Linked DNA regions of Mus musculus: all the other regions are linked to region 2. A link is a contact called in public HiChIP or PLAC-seq data. All regions are on one chromosome and are shown on one strand. The core of a region is the stretch at or near the end of the contact, and the rest is flanking DNA. Distances in the headings are between cores, read along the strand shown.

What was found. HiChIP or PLAC-seq counts read pairs in DNA pulled down with a chosen protein or histone mark.
Region 1: a contact with region 2 is called in an H3K4me3 HiChIP or PLAC-seq map of neural tube, with 4 times the contacts expected there. The contact joins the promoter of Elmo2 here to the enhancer-like site in region 2. A contact is called at or near these places in 2 of 39 promoter capture datasets (embryonic stem cells and hippocampal neurons), 1 of 15 datasets of contacts at CTCF or cohesin (large pre-B cells), 16 of 115 datasets of contacts at active chromatin or transcription factors (SST interneurons, embryonic basal ganglia, embryonic forebrain and 9 more) and 3 of 9 other capture datasets (adipose tissue, liver and pancreatic islet).
Region 3: a contact with region 2 is called in an H3K4me3 HiChIP or PLAC-seq map of embryonic basal ganglia, with 2.4 times the contacts expected there. The contact joins two enhancer-like sites. A contact is called at or near these places in 1 of 15 datasets of contacts at CTCF or cohesin (large pre-B cells), 2 of 484 Hi-C or Micro-C datasets (bone marrow-derived dendritic cells and bone marrow-derived macrophages) and 4 of 115 datasets of contacts at active chromatin or transcription factors (embryonic basal ganglia, embryonic stem cells, forebrain and 1 more).

What each region holds. Positions count from the first base shown.
Region 1 is chr2:165,324,715-165,328,105 of GRCm38.p6, forward strand. Elmo2 (engulfment and cell motility 2) reads right to left here and starts at 1,765. Exons shown (of 21, transcript NM_080287.2): 1 at 1,704-1,765.
Region 2 is chr2:165,112,162-165,115,368 of GRCm38.p6, forward strand. Cdh22 (cadherin 22) reads right to left here. Exons shown (of 12, transcript NM_174988.3): 12 at 1-532. Among named protein-coding and RNA genes, the nearest start is that of Gm36690, 8.0 kb to the left of the region's middle. Within about 2 kb of position 1,785, at least 33 of the 459 cell types and tissues checked have an H3K27ac peak or open chromatin away from gene starts, as enhancers often do. A contact at or near this core is called in embryonic basal ganglia, embryonic limb bud, neural tube and 1 more, where this site is marked.
Region 3 is chr2:165,347,853-165,351,514 of GRCm38.p6, forward strand. It overlaps Zfp663 (zinc finger protein 663), which reads right to left. Exons shown (of 6, transcript NM_001379474.1): 6 at 3,445-3,662. Among named protein-coding and RNA genes, the nearest start is that of Gm29831, 17 kb to the right of the region's middle. Within about 2 kb of position 1,844, at least 5 of the 459 cell types and tissues checked have an H3K27ac peak or open chromatin away from gene starts, as enhancers often do. A contact at or near this core is called in embryonic basal ganglia, where this site is marked.

The DNA.
Region 1 (3,391 bases), core at 515-3,014, 210 kb after region 2:
AGGTCTTGCCTGGTGGGTTTTTCTTTTTGAGCTGGAGTCTCACTCCACTGCCCAGGCTGGTTTTGAACTCCTGTATTCAAGGGATCCTTCTGCCCTAGCTAGCCTTTACAGTGCTCTGGCTACCGGTGCATACCTCCAAACCCAGGGCAGGTATTTCTTACCTATGTTTGCTCGTGAGCCACCCAGGAAGATATGACCTAGGCACAGAGCGTGTCAGAGTATGCTAAATACTGGTATCATCATTTTTAAAAGCAGTCTAGTCTTCATACCCTGCACCCCAAACTTTCTTGGCACCTCTTAGAAGCAGCATCAAACATAAAAAGAATAACAAGATTCAAGAGCAACAGACAAGCTGGGCATGGTAGAACATGCCCTTAATCAGAGGCCAGCTTGGTCTACAGAGATTGTTCCAGGACAGCCAGGGCTACACAGAGAAACCCCTTCTTGAACCAGCCCTGTCTCTTTTGCTCCAAACGGTAGAATGAATCTGGGCAGGTAAACTCTTTTAGGATCTTTGCTATTTTTAATCTGTAAATGCAAATAATGATAGTCTCCTCAAAAGACCACAACTCGAACTAAACGCCCTCACATTTGCACACTACTGAGCACTTCACAGCCAAGGCAGCCACCCTAGCAATGTGGTTACTGACCGACCACTTGACAAATGGCTGCCGTGCTTCTTCTGAGAAGCAAGAAGTGCTGTCCCAAGAGTGAGGCACACCAGAGCTCAAGAAGTTAGCACACACACACACAAACAGTCAACAACTCCATTAACGTGATTTTACATTGGTTATGTGAATTCCTAATTATAATCTGAAATGTATTAACTAAAGCATGAGTAAATTATTCCACTTACATATTTTACATTCCTGAGATGTGACTGTTAGAAAAGTTTAATTAACAAATGTGACTTGCATTATTTCTCTTTTGGAGAGCCCAGGTTGGCCTAGTGCCCGGCACACAGAAAGCATTCCAAAAGGTGGCTTCCACCCACAACAGATGGGATGTCAGGGGCTGCGGCTGCATCCCCCAGGCAAACTCTAGCCCTTCGTTCATTCATTTAGTAAACATCTATAGTGTCTGGCCTGCTGAGACGCTGTGGGTGCATGGAGCAACATCAGGTAAGGTCTTCTTCCTCCTGGGCATTCCTACCTGCTGGGACAGGCAGACGTCAATCAACACTTTCAAACTGTTGAAAGCTACTGATGTGTAGGGACACCAGAATGTTCAGAGTGTCGCACCAGGGTCAGAACTCGGGACCCCGGAAGCCTTCGGAAGGAAGACTGGGAAGATGAAAAAAAGTTTACTAGACTAGACGTAGGGGCGGCGGACTCTGAGGGTGGCCAGAGCGAGGGATGGAGAAGGAACAGAACCAGGCCGGGAGCAGCCTAAGCCTAGGGAGGGCGGCGAAGGACCAGATCTGCAGGGCCCGGAAAAAGGGGAGGGTGGAAACCAGCACCGGAGCACCCCGGGCATTGCAATGCTGCGGGAAGAAGCGAATGAGAGCGGCCTGGACCGAAGCCGGGCAGTGGAGAAGGAAAGAGGGCCGGTACCGACCGCAGGGGGATTACCGGATCGGCACCGTGCCCGGGCTTGGAGGTCGGGCAGACGCTGCCCTCCGCCTCAACCCCAACCTCGGTCCCCGGCTCCCAACCCTCAACACTCTGTCTCTCTGCCTCGAGCCCCGAGCGTCCCTCACTCACCCGGCACCCGCCGAGGCCCAGCTCCGCGCCCGCGTCCCGCCGCCGCTCCACTGGCCCCGTCTGCCCCGCCCTCCTGAAGCCCCGCCCTGCGAAGGGCGGCCCGGGCTTCTATTGCTCCGCTTTGCTGTCAAGATGAAAAGTCTCGCTTTCACTGGGTTGTTTGTCTGTCAATAAAAGGGAGGCGGGCCTAACTGAGGGCGCGGGCTGGAGCGACGCCGGCTGGCCCCTCCCCTCCGCGGAGGCCTCTTAAAGAGACAGACTACCATTCTTCTGCAGGCTATTGGGTCTAAAGGAACGTGATTTCCCAGCAGACACTAGAGGCTGCTCCCCACCCAAACTTTTTTTCTCTTTTATTTCTGTACACAGCCTCCGGGTGAAGGAGGTTGGAGGGGCGGGGAGGGGGCGCGCTCTGGGTCCTTGAGACCCATTGTTGTAAGGAGCAAGCTATCCTCTGGTGATGCTCACCTGATCCGACTCAACGATGGGAATAGCTGATTTAGGGAACTGAGTGGGAGGTGACAGTCGTGTCAGAGGCTATGAGCAGCCGCGGCTGCTCACTACGGAGATGGAGCTAATTATACCGGCACCCAGGGCTGACCGTGGGCGCTGAGCAGAGGCAGAGGGGTACAGCTCAGCTGTGCTGTTGGTAGGGATCCGTGGGAGGTGGCGTTCGTCACCGCACCTGCGGATCTAACAAGGCCGGGCACAGCGCCAAGGACTCACTCCTGCCATCTCCCTTAAAGCTCACAGCAGGCTGGTAGGGAGGGCTAGTATGCGATCCCCAGTTGCAGAAGAAAAGACTAGGGGTCTTATGGGACCAACTAACTATACAACCGGTGACTATACAGCAAGACGCTATCTCCCTGTTTAACTCCAAATTTTGTTTTTTTTAATCATTTCTCTTAGCAGATCCTTAGGACAATGCCAGAAGACAGACATTTTGTTATCCATTCTGTAGAGACTCGGCTGGCCGCTCAGCAGAGAGATGGAAATAATGGCTACCTTTTACTGTCTTTGAAGCAGTTTTACAGGCACAGTTACATTGACTCCTGCAATTGAATTGAATTGAAGCGGATTCTTATCAGCTGGTGAACAGGATGGTGCCCAGGAAGCAAAGCTCCCCTCCCACAATCACAGTGCTAATAAGGCCTGTGCAGGGGCCGGCCAGTCACACTTCCAATAGGTTCACATACTGCCTGCTTCCAGCCAGTCTCTGTCTTTGTTTTATCGAAAGCCACCCAGGATAAAGCATATGGCCGTGTTCCAAAATAGCTTTACGCTGGAACATAGGGTAGCCACCCTTGTCTGCAGCACCATTCTGGACCCCAGGTCCTTTGCTGCTCTGTGGGAGCCTCATACGACCCTATCAGATTCACATTATTATCTCTTATTGTCCTCCGTAGTCTTGTGAGCATCCTCTTTGTGGTGGGTTGTTTATTTCTTTGTTTGCTGCCTATTTTGAAACAGGGTGTTTGCAGGGACGTTTAAACAGATGTGTCCCCATTTCCCCTCCCCCTAAGGCACCAATGACAAACCAAAGAGTATTCCATTCAGTCAGTCCAACTTGGGGAGCCAGCGAGGGCCTTGATGTCACCTTCAGAACATGGATGTCTGGGTTTGTGTTTCCATTGCTGTGCTAAAACATCACAGCCAAAGGCAACTTGGGGGAGGAAAGGGTTGATTTGGCC
Region 2 (3,207 bases), core at 535-3,034:
GAGGCCGGGGCCTCGTCGTCCCCGCGGTGGCCGGCGTAGAGCGCGGCCAGCGGTCGGAAGCGCGGGCCCCAGGCGCGGAGAAAGGCGAAGTCCTGCTCCGAGCCGGTCGAGCCGCTGTGCAGCGAGCTGAGCGAGGCGGCCGGCGAGCCCGCGCCCTCGAACGCGTAGGTCTGGAAGGCGTCGTAGGGAGGCACCGATAGGTCCGCGTCCGCCAGCGCCACCTTGCGGCTGATGAAGTCCCTGAACACCGAGAAGTCCGGCTCGGGGCTCGACGGCCCCCGAGGCAGCGAGTGGCGCTCAGAAGAGGAAGCAGCCTGCGGGGGACTGGCCGCGCCCCCGCCCGGGTCGCCACCCTTGAGCTCCCCAAAATCGTAGAGGCTCCGTAGCGCTGACATGTCATAGGCCTCGGTGTCCTGCTCGCCGCCGCCCTCGTCGTTGTATTTGATCACATTGTCCCGCATGTCTTCATCCACGTCTGAGCTCAGATGGCTCTTGTGGTGCCGCCTGAGAGTGAGGATCAGCAGAGCAAGAACTGTGGGGGTGGGGTGGGGTGGGATAGGAGACATAGGGACACAGAGTGAGGGCTGAGCCCAGCGTAGGGTACTGCCTGGACCCCCCTCCAGCCCCCAACCTGACGGCTGAGCTTCAGTGATGCAGAGCGGTGCTAAGGATTGTCACCCAATTTGAGGGCCAGAATTAACCCTTGAGTCTCCATCCTCAGTTCTAGGCGCTGGAAGGGTGAAGGCACCAGGCCCAAGAAGGACGAAACCCTCTGTCCCTGCCCTCCTCTGTCCCCCGTCGCCCCTCCCCCCCCCCGGACGTCTGTGCTTCCTATTTCTTGTCTCAGATCAGGACCCTCAGGGTTCTCTCTGTGAGATTTCTACCCAGGCGACCCCACTCCAGGTCCCCACGGGAAGGATTCCATTGGTTCTCGGTGTGGCCTCGTCACCAGTAGCAGCTGCAGGGAATCCTTGACAACTGTGGGTCCTCAGTGGGTCCTAGATCTGCCTCTGGGACTTCCCTTTTCTTATCTCAGCCACAGGCTGGGTCTTGCCAAGTTAACCCCAGTGAATATCCTCTGGGGCCTGGAAAATGTCTCCCTAGCCTCATGCCTGGCATGGAAAAGCACGGGATGTGTGCTTGCTGAATGGAGTGAATGAATGAATGAATGAATGAATGAAGAGTTGCCTGGAGACCCAACTGAGGGGGGTAGTGAATGAATGACCTACTCTCTGTGCTTCTGTCTTTCTTCATCTGCCTTCAGGACTTCCTGTTTCTCTCCTCCTCCTCCTCCCTCCTTCCTAACACTGTATTCTGTCATCCAGCCAGGTTCTCCTTCCTGCTTCCCCAGCTCCCAAGGACCTACTCCCTTATAACATTCCCTCTTTTGGCACTCTTCTGCACGCCGTGGCTTTAGCTTCCCTCCGCCAATAACTCCAGCATCTTTCACCCCTGAAATCCAGGTACATTCAACTTCCAGTCCCCTCGGTTGACCAAGAGAACCTCAAACTCCATACGTTTAAAGTTAAAATAATCTTTCTCTTTCCCACTACCCCCCTCCCTCCACCAAGGCCCAGAGAATGTGATGGAAAGGGGGCAAAGAAGAATGTCAGAGCTGGAGGGCGGGGAGGGGTGCCGGGGAATGCAGGCTTCTGGACCCACAGCTCTGTGAAGAGCTCCACACGGTCAAGCCAGTCAATAGCCCGGCAAGGATAGGGGAGGGGCCAACAAGGTCCCACCCTCAACCCTAAAGTCATTGGCTGATTGGTGGAAACTGAAAGGAGTCATTTTTATTCAGGGGTGTGGCCACTGGTGGGCTAACCACGCCCAGTACACAGCCACGCTCCAGTGTATGGCCTCGCTCTGGTGCACGCTCTGGCAGCGCTAGTGGAACTCCGTGAGCTATAAAGAAGACACAAAGAGGACCTGAGGTGGGAAGGATACACGTAGGAAAGGTCTGGGGGCCTGGGGGTGGCCACGATCAAGATACATTGTATACATGTATGAAATCAATAATAATTTTAAATTTCATTTTATTTTGTGCGTGTGGGTGTTTTGCCTGCCTGTATGTCTCTGTACCACGTATGTGCTCAACGCTCATGGAGGCCAGAAGAGGAACCAGATCCCCTGCAACTGGAGCTACAGATGGGTGTGAGCTGCCACGTGTGTGCTGGGAATTGAACTCGGGTCTTCTGGAAGAGTAGTCAGTGTTCTTAACTGCTGAGCCATCTCTTAAGCCCCAAGAAAGAATTAAAGAAACAAACAAACAACTTTGCTCAGTGGTAAATCCTATTGTGGAAACAGCCTAGTACCTGAGAGGGATTTGCTGGATGGGTGGATGGACACACGAATGGACAGACACATGCCAAGCGCCGTGGCAGCAATTAGATGTTTCTTGCTGCTCCAGACAGATCCAGCCAGGCCTGTGGTCAGGGCCAGCTGTGAGGGCCACAGCACAGGGTAGGAGCTCACCACCTAACATGGTAGCTTACAACAGGGAAGGACGTGGGGGCTGGGGACAGGCCCTGAGGGAGGGCTGGAGGGAAGGAAGGTGTCAAGAGAGATGTAGAGAAGATAGATGGACGGCATTTGGAGCTGGAGACCTGGAGCTGTGGAGGGGATGCCCACGAGAGCAGATGGTAGGGTTTGCGGGCGGCGGGCGACAGATGTGCCAGACCTGATCAGCGATTCAGCCCGTCACCTTTAGAGCACTGATGTGCACTTTCTTCGTTTGTGGGCAATTAGGCAGAAATTTGTTTGCACTGCCTTGGAAAATGAAACCGCTGTAAAGTGCACCCTCTGGAAAAAAAGGGTTTCTGAGCTGTGGGCTGTGGTGGGGAAGGAGGGGCTGTACTCCTGGCTGGGCAGAGTCTGTTCGGGGCCTCTGTGGGGGATCTGAAGGGGTGTAGCAGCACAAGGGGAGGGGTGTCATCTCGTGGGGGACTGGGCAGGGCTAGTGAGCGTGGTCCCAGGAGAACCCCTAACTCTGGCTGTTCTGTCTACAGTCAGCACTTGGTTGGCTGTGGCAGCAGCCACAGGCTGTTCACATCTCTTCTCACCAGCGATACTGGAGTTCAAATGGCTTCTGGTGCCATTGTCCCCAGTGTCTCAAGACTTTGTCCCAGGAGCCCTAAGTTGTTGTCCCCAGTTTTATTTCATGGCAGGTGGCAGAGCAGAGGTGGAGACACAGAGTAAGAAGAGCTAATT
Region 3 (3,662 bases), core at 594-3,093, 240 kb after region 2:
AAGTCCCATTCTCAGCTCATAGCACAAAACCTACTCCATCCTTATCTAAGGGTCCCAGCTGTCCAAGTTACCTTTCTGTTGCTGTGATCAAAACACCAAGACCAAGGCGATTTATAAAAGAAAGCATTTACTTGGTCTTACGTTGCATAGGGTTGGAGTTCGCAATGGTGAGATGAAGGCATAGAGACAAGAAGAGCTGAGAGCTCACATCTTGACCCACAGACAGGAAGCAGAGAGCATGACCTTATGGTCTCATGCGTGGAAGGGTCACACTAGCGGGATGCAGGCCTCTGAAGAGTTGGTCACATGTTGGAATAGCGCCTTTTCACGTCTTGAAAAGTCCGCCATACTTCTTTCCAGCTGCAGTTCTATCTCCATCCTGGGCTGACTCAGCTTGCCACCTGTAGCTTTCCTTGGCAGATGCTCACAACCCTGGCATCTCTAATCCCCTGGAATCCCCACTGCAGTTTGTCTTAGCCCCTCACCCCATCCTAATACACGGTACCTTCAGGGTTGCCGGCAGGGATTCCAACCTGGCCACATACAACCTGACTTGCCTTTGAAATTGGTGTGGAAGTCTCTGGGGCCCCACAGCTCATGCATGCTACACGCCTGCCCAGCAAATATACAGCAAACAATGCCAAGGTTTCCTGGCAGCTCAGGCAGCAGCTGTGCCTGCTTATACCGTTCCTGCAGCCGCCAAATGAAGGAGGGCAGATGAGAGAGAGCAAGCAACCGTAAGTTCCACACCTATGTATTCCCTACAAAGTGAGACCTGATCTAGTACCTTGGGGCCCCACAGCGACCTATGGGTGAGATAGGGAAGAAGAGGGTGGAAATGCCGATGGAGCCAGAGGACACTTGGGGACAGAGTGGAACGGTAGACTTTCCATTTTGGGGTGTGGATCCATACTGAGCAATGACTGAATCAGGTATTGCTGAGGCTAGGCAGAGGCTGGGCAGAAGAATGCTACACCCCAAATTCTAGAAGAACTGATTAAACATCCCTAAGTTCTGGCATGCTGTAGTGACATTATCATTTTTTTTTAAATTACTTATCTTATGTATATGAGTACACTGTGGCTGCTTTCAGACACACCAGAAGAGGGCATCAGATCCCATTACAGATGGTTGTGAGCCACCATGTGGTTGCTGGGAATTGAACTCAGGACCACTGGAAGAGCAGTCAGTGCTCTTAGCCACTGAGCCATCTCTCCAGCTGTGGCATTCTCATTTCCTAATCCACTCTCCCTCTTTCATTCAATGTTTCTAAACCTTTATTTTTAGAATGTTAGCTCCTCAAGTGAACCTTCTAAGGTATTTTTGTCTTAATTGATCCCTTTTCTGTGGGATTAGAGTATTACAAATATGCTGGACATTTATTTGCTTGTGATGTATATACATTCATTCATTCACTCATTCATTCATTCACTCATTCATTCATTCACTCATTCATTCATTCATTCATTGCTGTCTTCTGGAGGTGCACACACAGATATAATAGGTAAGATTTTGCAGTTCGTGGAACAGAAGTACCAGGTTTCACCCCATCGAGGGTGTTATTGATTCCTGGGGATGCGTGTATTATCCCTTGGAAAAAGAAAAAAAAAAAAAGGAAGCAGAAACAAAGGAGTATGTAATTAAAATGTAAATCTACACAATTTAATTACCCGTGTAGTGACACAAGTAAGTCTCTGGAATGGTCTCCTCAGCATTGTGAGCCGCTGTGTAATAGATTAATGAAAAGGGAGGAGGGGAGGCTGAGCTGACAGGAGTGGGCTGAGAGCTTTCAGTCCAGGGAAACTGTAGCCTTTACGTTTGGGACCAGAGCCCTCTGCTGTGCATTATGGGAACATCCTCCAGGAAGTCAAGTTTAGCGCCTACGCTGAGATCCTGCTTTCGCCTCACCAGCCGTGAGCTGGGAGTTCGGTTTGGGTCTGAGCTTCACTGAGGCCTTAGGACATTCAGAATCACAAAGAGGTCAGTGGGGACCTTGGGAGGGAGGACCAGGTTTCTCTCAGCCCCAGGTCCCAGGACACGCCCCAGCCTGCTTTGATGGGCTTTCGAGGGAGTCACCTTCTTAAGCTCTGAGGCAGAAAGGGAGGCCAGGGGCAGGCAGGGGTGGCTTCACGGAGGAAGTTGGGGACACTTAGGGGATTGCTACCATTCAATGACCCTAATCTAGACACTGGAGACAAAGGTGAGGATGACTTGGGTCAAGCCCCATCTGTGCTGGCTTGCTGCAGAGAAGTGATGGAGAAAAACTGGGGTGTGGTGTGGTAATAGAACTCTCCTGGTAACCTCTCAGAAGGGTGAGATATCTAGAGAAAGCTGAGCTCGGTGTGAGGCCCCAGGAGGCCTCACAGGAAGATCTCAGAAGAGTTAATTTTTCTGAAGAAGCCCACCTTCCATTGAGGGACCAACAGCAAGTCCGGAGGCACACGGCTTCAGAGGACAACCAGTGGCGAGCCTGCCGTGACTCCGTGACTCCATCAGTGCCGCAAATGGACAACGGCTGAGAGAGGTGGTCCATCATCCCAAGCCTCACTAAACAGGATGTCCTCCCAGTCCCAGCCGTTGTGGTGCTATGAAACAGGATGGCAAAGCGAGGGACTCGAAGATATGGACCAAAGAGGAAAGAAGCTGTCGCCCACTCCCCCAGCAGGACTCACCAACAGTGTAGCAATCACTTGCCCAGCAAGCCATTTATTGCTGGTTATTTATTGCCCAAGCACACTGGCTTGTAAGGTTTCATCCAGGGCCCAGGAGCGGAACAAGCACAGCAGTATACATTTAACGGGAACATGGAAAGTAAAAAGGGAACAGGCTGATTTATGATGCTTTGCGAGTTACACTGTGTGTGTGTGTGTGTGTGTGTGTGTGTGTGTGTGTATGAGAGAGAGAGAGAGAGAGAGAGAGAGAGAGACTTTGCTGAGTACATATGGATACTGTTGATAAACGTGTCATCGGCCTACAGGGTTACGATGACTGCATCTCCTCAAATCTCTGTGTTGGAAAGTTAATCCGAATGCAACAGGGGGAGGTGTTCTGGGCATAAGGGCTAGATTAACACCAATGCCAAAAGCTCTGGGCTTTGCTCCCATGTTTTGCCCATCTCCCCTCCCCTTCCCCTCCTTTTACTGTCCACTGCTAGGAGATGAAAGATAAGATCCTCACCAGATTCTAGCCCCTTGGTCTTGGACTTAGCCTCCCAGATTGTGAGAAACAAATTTGTCTTCAATGTAAACTGACCAGCCTCGGGTATTTTGTTACAGCAGCACCATATGGCCTAAGATAAGTAAGGGCTGATACTCAGGCTGTCTCTCTCCACCCCTAACCTACACCATCCATAGGAAGCCCAGGCCATAAAGAGGATATTTAAAGTCTACATTCCCCCTGTACAAAACTCCACAGAAGTTGAATTCAATAATACAATCACACAACTCACCATTCCAAAGCCACACTTTATTGAGTTAATTTAAAAATATATACTTTTGCTATCTTCTAGCTTTCAAATCCCCCTTTCAACTGAATTTATAGCGTGTTCTTCTTCCTCCTCTTTCTCTTCTTCTCATTACAAATGGCCTGATGTTAGGTTAGATTTAGGGGTTTCGTTTAAATTTTTTATTTTACTTATTATTATTAGTGTGTGTGTGTGTGTG